Regions from separate parts of the Ovis aries genome. Here all the other regions are linked to region 3. Evidence: chromatin contacts called from public Hi-C data. All regions are on one chromosome and are shown on one strand. The core of a region is the stretch at or near the end of the contact, and the rest is flanking DNA. Distances in the headings are between cores, read along the strand shown.

Region 1 (3,273 bases), core at 284-2,783, 720 kb after region 3:
ACCTTCAGAATAATCACAAAGAGCAGAACAGGTTTGTTCTGTTTTTTCCCCTTGATAAGTAAGTGAGCAAACTGTGGTCCATTCCATAATGACTGTTCATTCATTCCTCTTCACTCAATAAACATGGGACAAAGTCTTCTGTGTACAGAGATCTGTGCACAGACCTAAGAAACAAGGATCTTAGAGTCCAGTGATAGGTATAAGAAATGGCCATATGTAATACTAATAGTAATAGAAGGCTCAGTGCCCTGAGAAATACAGCTTTGTGGGAATTAGGAAGTTGAGAGAGAGTAGGGGAGGAGGGAGGAGGGCAGAGTTTAATTGGAAAGGATCATTTCATGCAGGCCTTGAAGGAAAAATTGGGTTTAGGCCTAGGATGGAAAACATTCCAGGCAGAAAAACTTATGCTGGCTCAGAGGCAGGAAGATGGAAAACATGTACAAAGAATGATGAATAGTTTAGTTTGGCTGGAACCAAAAGCCTGGCAAGAAGAGAAGTGGTTGGAAATGGCCGTTGGTGGGTGTCTTAAAAAAACACTGTCTTTGTCCATTTTAGTCTTTCCAAGGTTGTATCACCTGATTCCAGATGGTGAAATTACCAGCATCAAGATCAATCGAACGGATCCCAATGAAAACCTCTCCATTAGGCTTGTGGGAGGCAGTGAAACCCCTCTGGTCCATATCATTGTCCAGCACATTTATCGTGATGGGGTGATAGCCAGAGATGGCCGGCTCCTGCCAGGAGACATCATCCTAAAGGTAGAGACTGTGGCTGTGGGGCCATGAAAATGGGCTTAATAAGAGTCACTTCTGAGCACATCATTGGATGCATGGGTTAGGGTTATGATGGGTGAGTGGTTGGACAACACTAAAACACTAACATAAATGTGGAACCTTCACTTTCCATAGTTATTAGGTTGATATGACTCTTCATACAAGATTAGTAATTTTCAGTGGGTCCCTAACCCTTCTGTCTTGTTCTTCTGACCTCTTTCTCTCTCTGTATAAATACTATCTCTATATCATTTTGTCTCTGTCCTCCTCCTTCCTCTTCTCATGTCTTCCCCTCCCCTAACTTTCTCTACCTCTTCAGTCTTCTCTCTTCCTTCTTCTCCCTCCTCATTCTTCCTCTCCTACCTCTTTCTCCTACTTTAAGTAACAGTACCATAAAACAGTATAAAACTGTAGCATATTAAGTTGTTTTTAAAACAGATTACTGGAACATTTTGTATTTTATCTAATCACTCAGATTCACACACTCCCCTAAAGTAAATTTCCTATAGCTTAATGACCCTTCAGCAAAGAAAAAAAAAAAAAATCCCTAAGCTATTCAGCCAACCCACAGACATTCCAGGGGAGACAGGTGGTGGAACAGAACGCCTTGGGCATTACTGTCCTCTGTGGCTTGGCTGAGGGTAAGGATGCTCGGAAGAATTTTCAGTTGAAGAGAAAGGACAAAGGAAGAGTTGTTCATCAGACAGAAGTCTAGCATGTGCCAAAAGTGATAAGGAAAAATCCCTCCCTTGGTCATATATTTCCTGTCTGACCCTCAGATGACAGTTTCATCCTATCCCTTCTGGGTTGCTGACAGGCCAGCTCCTAACACATTATGTGCTATTTCTCTGGCAAAGAAATTCTTATTTTTTGGAATAAGAGGAGAAAGAATTTGAAGCAGTTATTGTAGAAACACTGATATTCCCACTGGCCTCTGAGATGGAGTACGAGGCAGGGCCCATCAACCTCAGGGGACGATTGGCCATGCAATTAGCAACACTCTACATGGCTTCCCTCCAGTTCTATGGAAGCTATGCTGCCTGGGAGGGTTGCATAAGGAAAACATTTTGATTCTTGTGGCCTTCAGCTGGCACTTGCAAGCAAAAAAGCTGCCAGGACTGTTTAGCAGGCGACCCTGACTTTCTCTTGGCCCGGGTGTGATGGGGAAAGCTGGACATGGGATAAGGTGACAGAGCAGAGAAAGGCCTTTGAGCTCACCTGCGCTTGAACAAAGGTTCTGAGCCTTGTCCACACACGAAGGAGCCTCCATGCATCCCTGGAGATGCAGCAGAGGACGGGCAATTGCACGCGGCAGGCAGGCCCGGGAAAATCTCACTCAGCGACTCTTCTAACAGTTGGCTGCCGAGTGCGAGAAATCTTCCCAAACCATAGAAATTCAAGAAGGTTGTTTCTCTTCTGTGGGGCCTCCTTCGTTAAGAACAGTGCAGTGCTGCTGTGAAAGTATTTTCTTCCCAAGCAGTGACCACCACTGGGGGCCGAAGCCTTGAAGCTGGGTCTGCCTAGAGTAATTAAAACCAGAAAGCCCCACACAGCATCAGTCCCACAGATTATTAGTGAGGCACAAATGAGTGGGCCGAGCTGGAGGACATTTAAGCAGTTTAATAAGGGGACCCAGCCTTTCAGTAAAAGAGCCTAAAACTTTCATTTACGTCGGTTCATTTGAAATAGTACAGAGATTTTTTTTTTCTCTTTTATTGAGAACATGGGCAAAAGACCTTGTAGGAGACTGCCTGGGGACTTCACAGATGTACACACTGTCACACATTCACACACTTGCCAAAACACAAATACATGTATGTACACATACATTCTCTGTGTCACACACACACACACATACACACACACCAGTGAAGCCTAGAAATTCCAGTACAGGTGACCTAGGGAGAAAAATTCATTTGGAGATGTTTGGAAAGGAAATGTTAGCTCAGTTTTATTTAAATAGCACTTTAACATAATCATTAATCAAAAATTTTCGTTTCTTCTTTGGCCTTCTCCCACTTTTTCTTCCTTTTCCTTCCTCCCTCAGCCAAAAAATAAGTTTAGCAAGCAACAGCAATGAGGGTTAGGACCATATAATTAAACTTGAGGGCCTATGTAAGGACAAGGCTGAGAAAAGATTCTGTCTGCTGAGACAGAGAGTTGAAAAGGTGTGCAGGTAACAGTGGAGGAAAGCTGGGTTACAAGTCCTGTTGGAAGATGGGGTATTTGGGCATTTGGACAGAGAAGAAGGGGACCGAGCAGAGTGGTCCTTTAGGAAGGGCCCTGGTGGGTGTGCAGGCAGGGCCTTTTAGGCAGGATTGTGGCAGGTGGATCTGATGGCTCGGTGGCTCCAGATTCGAGGTCCCCTTCCTCCAGGTCAACGGGATGGACATCAGCAACGTCCGGCACAACTACGCCCTGCGCCTCCTGCGGCAGCCATGCCAGGTGCTGCGGTTGACCGTGCTCCGGGAGCGGAAGTTCCAGAGCAGGACCGACGGAC
Region 2 (3,343 bases), core at 335-2,834, 870 kb after region 3:
GCAGTGCCTACGACAGGACTGACACTTGGTCAGTGCTCAGTGAGTATTTGTTGAATGAACGAGAGTTAATCAGTGGACACCTGGAGGAAAAGGTTTCTAGGCAAAGGGAATAGCAAATACAACGGCCCTGAGAACATACTTTGACCCATTCAAGGGGCTGAAATCAGAGCAGTGGGTCTGGGGCCTAATGGGTGAAAGTGAGACATGAAGATATAAAGTATAGGAATGCACTGAAGTATATAAGCTTGTTGGCCAAAATAAGGAAATTAAATTTCAGTGTGATAGTAGTAAGAAGCTTAGAAGGGTTTTGAACAGAATGATATGATCTGGTAGCTTTAGGAAATCACTCTAGTCCAAGCTATCAGTTCTTGTCCATACTGCGCAGTAACCTCTTTCCCAGTCCTTAGATCCATTCTGAACAATGGGGCCAGAGTGGTCTTTTAATAACGCAGATCTGATTAGGTTAGTCTGTTGCTGAAGACCCTTCAGTTGCCCTTGAAAAAATGTCTACAATCTCTAATGTGGATTCCCAAGCCTTGGATAATTTGACATAAGCTGAAGGCAGTATCAGACTAGATCTTCCTGCTCCATTCAGACTAGTTTTCATTTCCTTGAGAAGGTCTCAAGGTCTCTCCTCAGAACCCCTTCCTGTGATGCTGCTCTTACTTAGACAGATCTTACTTGTGTTTTAACTGGCGAGCTCCTGCTGATTTTTCCGGTCTCACTGTCACATCCTTAGCCACCCCCTGTCCTCTGCGCTCACACCCAGACCAGTGTTCTACTCCCCCTGAGCTCCTGTATCCTCTTCCGTCGCCTAGTCCCTAGGCGTATGCTTAGTTCCAGCCGCCCTGCCAGCTTGCTAGCTCCCTGAGGCCTGGGCACTAGAAGCTGCTCGCCAGCTGTGATGAGCGCTTGGTCACAGGATGTGCCCATATTCTGTCTACTTCAGGATCCTTCTGTGTTTATCCTTCTGTTTTCTGTTCTGTTGAGATGAAGGTTAACGGATTATTTTGTTTAAGATGAGGTAATTGTTTTAAAAAGTAGTCCAGAGGGAAGATGACTATTGAAAGCTCTGTGAATAATTCAGTTAACAAACCTACCTTCATAGCTCATTAAGCTTACCGCTGATGGAAGCCATTATTCCCTGCTGTGAAAAACTATGACTCAGATGGCCCTCTGTTTAAAATTAGCTGAAAATGCTTATTGGGTTGTTTTTGTTGTTGTATCATTGTGTTTCTGTTGCAATACTGTAACTGTTACTGCAAACTGTGTGAGTCAACTTAGCTTCTCGTGCATGCTGTGGAGAAACCATTTCTCTGAGTTTAGTCATAAGATAATAGTGTGCATTCATGTTTTACCCTCGGTCTCTTAATTGCAAGCCTTTCATCTGATTAAGTAGAACCATGATTCAGTTTTTAGCCACCTTTAAAAAATTAATGCTGTCTTTTTTATATTTTATTTGATGAAGAATATTTCCTGTTCCTGACATTTTATACATGCCAAACCAATATGCTTCTAAGATTTCATTCATAGTTGAGTAATTCTGGTGAATAAAATGTCAAGAATTATCTGGAAGGACCATATCTTCCTGTATAGAAGTCTCCTGAGACTTAAAATTAATTCTAGAAGGTTATTATTATGTATATTGCTGGTCTGTAGTCTTTAAACACAACAGTTTGATTTTTAAGGATACAAGATAATCAGTTTATCAAAAAAAGAACATGAATTTAGTATGCATTTCTCATCTTATGTAGTTACAATGACAATATAGAAACAAATTCTGTATAATTCATAGTAATAAAATGGATCTTTTCATAGGACAAATATTCTACTTTTATATTACATATTTCAAAGGATCTATTGAAGCAAATAAAATTGTATTCTAGTAACTATAGGGAAATAAAGTTTGTCTCATAGGAAAATGACTTTAAAAACAGAGGAAAAGGTAGAAAATAATTTAATATATTTTGTAAGCTGTCAGGAATATTCTTTTGTTAGCTCTTTTTGTCACTGGGCTTGTGAAGAAGAAAAAAGGTTTTAATAAAAGTAACAGCAGGGGATATTCACCCATCTTTCACTGTGTTGCACAATTAATCAAATTCATACATGTGAACTTGGAGTACCAAGGCATAAGGAAAACCATGTGAGTATGGCTTGTTAGAGATCCTGGGAATCTCAGTAGTATTCTAGTTTGAGCATTTTGTTTTACAGAATTGTGTAGAACTGTGGTAAAATAGTTAGATTTTGGAGTTCACAGGGTCCTAGGTTCAAATTCTTATTTATTGGCTGTGTGATTTGGGTAAATTATTTTATTTAAGACTCAGCTTTCTCACTTGTAATGTGGCATTGATTCTTACCCTTGAGAGTTGTTGATCAATAAGCTAATATAGTCATGTTAGTGAGTTTCCAATAAATGAAAATGATAGATTAATAATATTTATAAAATATAAAGCCCCCCAAAAGTAAAGCAAATTATTCAAGGTCACAGAAACATCCCATTGATGCTTTGAGTGTCAGTTCCTCTATCGAAATATTCCTTCCTTTAATGTTAACAATGGAACGTTAGGTAGGTGGCTTCATTTTGTCTCCATTTTTATCAGTGATAAAATAGCTGGAGGCCATTTCTTCTTTCTTTCCCAAAGATATAATGAACATCAAATAAGAGCTAATAATATCTCAGGGCAATTTAGACTTTGATTTTTTTTGTCAGTTCAGTTACATAAATGTATATATGTTGACTTAAATGTTGACTTAAAATTCAGCAAGTCTTCTTAGAAACATTTAAAGAAGAGAGTTGTCTAAAGGTGGGACATGATGGTCATTGTGTCCCAAGGACGTCAGTGACCAATGGTGACCTACAAGGGGAGTAGTATGACATTGTTTAAAATAAAAAGTGTGCAGAATCCTGAGATCAAGCTTTACCTGCTTCATGAGTGAATGTGGATCTGCTTCATTCTTCTCTAAGGCAGAATAGAGGCTATATTAAGAACTGGAAAAGAGAGCTGACATGAAAAGTTTAAAATAATTCATATTATGAATAATGAATTCTCCCTGCTGATTTGTGTAGTGCAACATGGCACGGCATAGTAGAAAGATTACTGGATCAGAGCCAGTAACTTGGGTATGAGTCCTGGTTTTGCCAGATGCAGACTGAGTCATTACAGAAGTCAGTCGGCTTCTCTGAGGCTCTTTAAACTGGGGCAGTGATAGTGGCTTAGCTCATGAGATGAGGATTGTGTGAGACATAACTTGTTTTGTAAATTCTGAAATGTTTCTAAAAGGGAATGTAGTGATGGTGTTTTTTACTCATATTTTATTTACCTTTAAAAACTCTTCCTTAAGT
Region 3 (3,293 bases), core at 95-2,594:
CCACGGACTCGAGAGGGTAGGAGGCGAGGCAGGGCGCAGGGCCTACCCAGTAAGGCCTACTTTGCTGCTACGACATTGCCAGCCTGGTCAAGCCGGGATCTCCGGGACGCAGGCCTCTGCTCTCCCCGCCCACAAATGGTAACTTCACAGTTCCTTTCAGAGACGCTTAAAGGGACCCGAAAAGTGGACTGGGCCGGGGTGTCTTCGGGCCATAACTCCTCGCGAGTTTAAAACAGAGAGAACGGATGAGCAAGGAAGCACTCAGTCGTCCTTCTGGTAGTAATTACCTGCCTAATTTGAATGATGCCTTTGTTATGATCATTAACAAACATTTGCTAAAGGTTTCCATGTGTGACATTCCAGAAGGTTTAAAGGCCTGGGGAGCTGACTCCGGGGATGGAACACCGGTGGGGGGTGGCGCAAGGGAAGCAAATGGTTGGGAGATTTCCCCGAGCCTGGGCCGAGCAGATAGAGGGAGGTCAACATCTGCCTCCCCAGCAAAAGCAAAATAAACCCACTAGTCGGGAGCAACCTCGGGGCTGGAGGCCCACAAAAAGAGGCGGTTAGCTCCTTAAAATGAGTTCTGCCCACCCGCCCCTCCCACTGCTCATAGGCGGGTTTGAATCTTGCCGTCCGCCCTCCGCCGAGGTTCAGCGGATTGACTGCGCGCGTCTGTCAACAGGGGCGTCGCGGAGAGGTGGGGCGAGCCGAGTTTCCCTCTCCCAGTGTTGTTCTAAGATCCTTTCAGATTGCTCCCTCGATGCCCGGGGTCCTGGGTGGTCCAGGAGCCGCAGCGGGCAAGAAATGCCTCCTGGCCGAGGCGAACTGAGAGGTCTCTTCTCTGTCTGCTTCTGCCCGGGGCGTTGCGGGGGACCCACCACCCTGAGCTCCCGGAGGAGTGACCCTCGCCGGCTTGGGTACTTGAGCGAATGTCCCAGCCTCAACCCGGATTTTGATTTTCACCTCTTGTGTTTTTCCCTTGAGAGATCATCATGGAATTACGAATGAGGGTTTTTCCCTCAAACCCGCAGTCGAGGCGGCTGCGACCCTCTGGGAAGGAGGCCCAACTCGAGAGATGAGCCACGTTAGGGGAAGTTAGGGGAGCGTGGTGTTCTGGCGTGGCCTTGCGCATCTAGGCCCTCAGGCGACAATGAAATTGGAAGCAAGAGATGGAGCAGAGCCAGCCATCAAAAAGAGCCCCCCACCCGAAGTTTTTAAAACCAAATCCAAATGATCCCTGAAAACAAAACCAAAATCTCTCCCCGGCTCGCCTACCCAACTCCCGGGCGACCGCGACGGGCAGCAGCCCCGGGTCACACCTTTGAGTTTCGTGGGCGTTTCCCCGCTGAGTTGGCTTTCTGTTTCTCTTCTCCTTCTTCCCGGCGCTCCAGCTCCACCCCCCAGTTCTACTTTCCTCGGAGAATTCAGAAGGTACTTGGGCTTTGGAAGACCTCTGATTACAGCAGTTATCAAAGACGATAGTAGCGAAAATCACCTTTAAGCCAAGTCGCAGTTGGTCCTTTCAAATGAAGTTGGGGGTTTGTGGTGAGGGAGGGACGCACTTCTAGCTTTTTTTTTTTCCCCCCTAACTTTCTGAATTGAAAATAAAGGGCCATTTGGTGGCTGGGGGGCGGAGGGAGGCGCTAACTGTCCCATTTCCCACCCTCTTTCAATTCTTGTCTGAGCCTGCAAGAGACACCTCCCTGGGCCGGCAAGGGACCTTAGTGAGGAAGGCTCCGAGGAAGCTTGCGGATGGTGGGGTTCCCGCCCTTGCCTCGGGTCTGCCCCAGCTGAGGTTTGGAAGCTTGCTCTAGTCTCTGCAGCTCAGAATACAGAGGCCCAAGTCTTATTAAAAGAGGAGAAAGAGGGTCCAGACAGGCTCGTGTAACTTGGGGCGACAGTTCTCTCTGGGTCCCCCTAAACACCTCATCTTCTTGCTGGTGGCTGACTAAGGGTGCAGCGTCTCTTCTGGGTTCTTAGAGGCTTTCTCTTCAAAGCTTTGTCTCCAAAGAGAAGTCCAAAGCCATTCCCCGTGGCTGGAGACCAGCCGCGCCTCTGCTAGGGCTAGGGTTCCAAACACTTGAGCCTGCTTTGTGACCCGAGGACCATAGACTGTGAGCTCTGTTTCCCACTCTGACGAGCCCAGGGAAGGACTAAGCTCCCCAGAGCTGAGAAAGACATGGTGGGACTAGACCCCCCCTGGGTCTGGATTCTTGGATACCCTCTTCCTAGGGAGAGAGCACGGCTTTCTCAATATGGAGAGGGTTTTGCACCACCTACTCCCCTCTCCTTCTGTTAGACCTTTAGCTTTTAGTTACTTTTAATTTGAAAGCCGTGTGAGGGGAGAGGGAGGGATCGAGGAGATTGGGAGGTCTGCTCTTTATTAGGGGCCTCAGCATCCAGCTTTCCAACTCACAGCTGTGGCTTGGGAGGGGCAGGAGGGCTGGCTCTGTTTAGGTCAGCTTGACTGAAGAAAGGGCCTTGTCCTCAGGAAGTCCCAGGAGTAAGGCAAGGGCTAATGATGTTTAAAAAAAAAAAAAAAAGCAAAAGGCTTCCAGCAGAAACTGTGCGGTGCAAAGCCAGTGGAACCTGGGATCTGCAACTACATTAATTATAGTACAGAAGTTTGAGTGTGAGCCACATTATTTAATCAGGGTATTATTTTATTTAATCCCCCGAACAACCCTGTGGGTTGTGCATGATTACCCCCAATTAACAGATGAGCAAACAAAGTCAGAGGGGTTAAGCAGTTAGTGCACAGCAGTGCCAGTTTCTGCCTAACCATGTCCTGGGTTCCAGTTCCAGTGTGATCTAGTCAAGACAGGTCACATCTCTGAGCCTCAGTCTCCTCGTCTGTATGAATTGGCATGTCTGCACTTTGTCCCCAGATTGTTGAGACGGTTAAACAATATGAGGCAGGAGAAGCCCAGGAAGGCACTGGATAAAGTTTCTCTTTCTCAGGCACAGTCACTGACATACTCCTCTCCAGGTCCCTGCTTCCCCTGGATTGGCCTCAAGAATTGGGTGAATGCCAGTCTAGTTTTCTAGTTCATGGTCTCAATTAAAGGTGGGACAGGGGCATCTTGATTCCTAGCTATTACCCATCAATGTCTCAGGCCCTCTCAAAAACTGGGTCCTAGGCCAGAAGGCAGCAGGGAGCCAGGAAGGACCAGAACAAGCAGCCAGAATGAGAAGACAGGCCTGACACCTCCAAGAGAGGATCTGTAAGAAAGTCAGGAAGAAGGGATGCTGAGGCCTCAGTTTCGGGGAACCTGTGGTGAGAATCCGTGGGG

Evidence for each region. Hi-C and Micro-C count contacts between places; a contact is called where the count stands out from the background.
Region 1: a contact with region 3 is called in a Hi-C map of retroperitoneal adipose tissue, with 2.3 times the contacts expected there. The contact joins the enhancer-like site here to the promoter of PDGFRA in region 3. A contact is called at or near these places in 2 of 16 Hi-C or Micro-C datasets (retroperitoneal adipose tissue and skin fibroblasts).
Region 2: a contact with region 3 is called in a Hi-C map of skin fibroblasts, with 4 times the contacts expected there. The contact joins the enhancer-like site here to the promoter of PDGFRA in region 3. A contact is called at or near these places in 3 of 16 Hi-C or Micro-C datasets (hypothalamus, skin fibroblasts and tail adipose tissue).

What each region holds. Positions count from the first base shown.
Region 1 is chr6:69,712,756-69,716,028 of ARS-UI_Ramb_v3.0, reverse strand. LNX1 (ligand of numb-protein X 1) reads left to right here. Exons shown (of 11, transcript XM_060417115.1): 5 at 556-758; 6 at 3,150-3,273. Among named protein-coding and RNA genes, the nearest start is that of FIP1L1, 98 kb to the right of the region's middle. Within about 2 kb of position 1,533, at least 9 of the 54 cell types and tissues checked have an H3K27ac peak or open chromatin away from gene starts, as enhancers often do.
Region 2 is chr6:69,567,647-69,570,989 of ARS-UI_Ramb_v3.0, reverse strand. All of the region lies in intron 2 of SCFD2 (sec1 family domain containing 2), which reads left to right. Among named protein-coding and RNA genes, the nearest start is that of SCFD2, 39 kb to the left of the region's middle. Within about 2 kb of position 1,584, at least 3 of the 54 cell types and tissues checked have an H3K27ac peak or open chromatin away from gene starts, as enhancers often do.
Region 3 is chr6:70,434,163-70,437,455 of ARS-UI_Ramb_v3.0, reverse strand. It overlaps PDGFRA (platelet derived growth factor receptor alpha), which reads right to left and starts at 1,344. Exons shown (of 24, transcript XM_060417114.1): 1 at 1,276-1,344.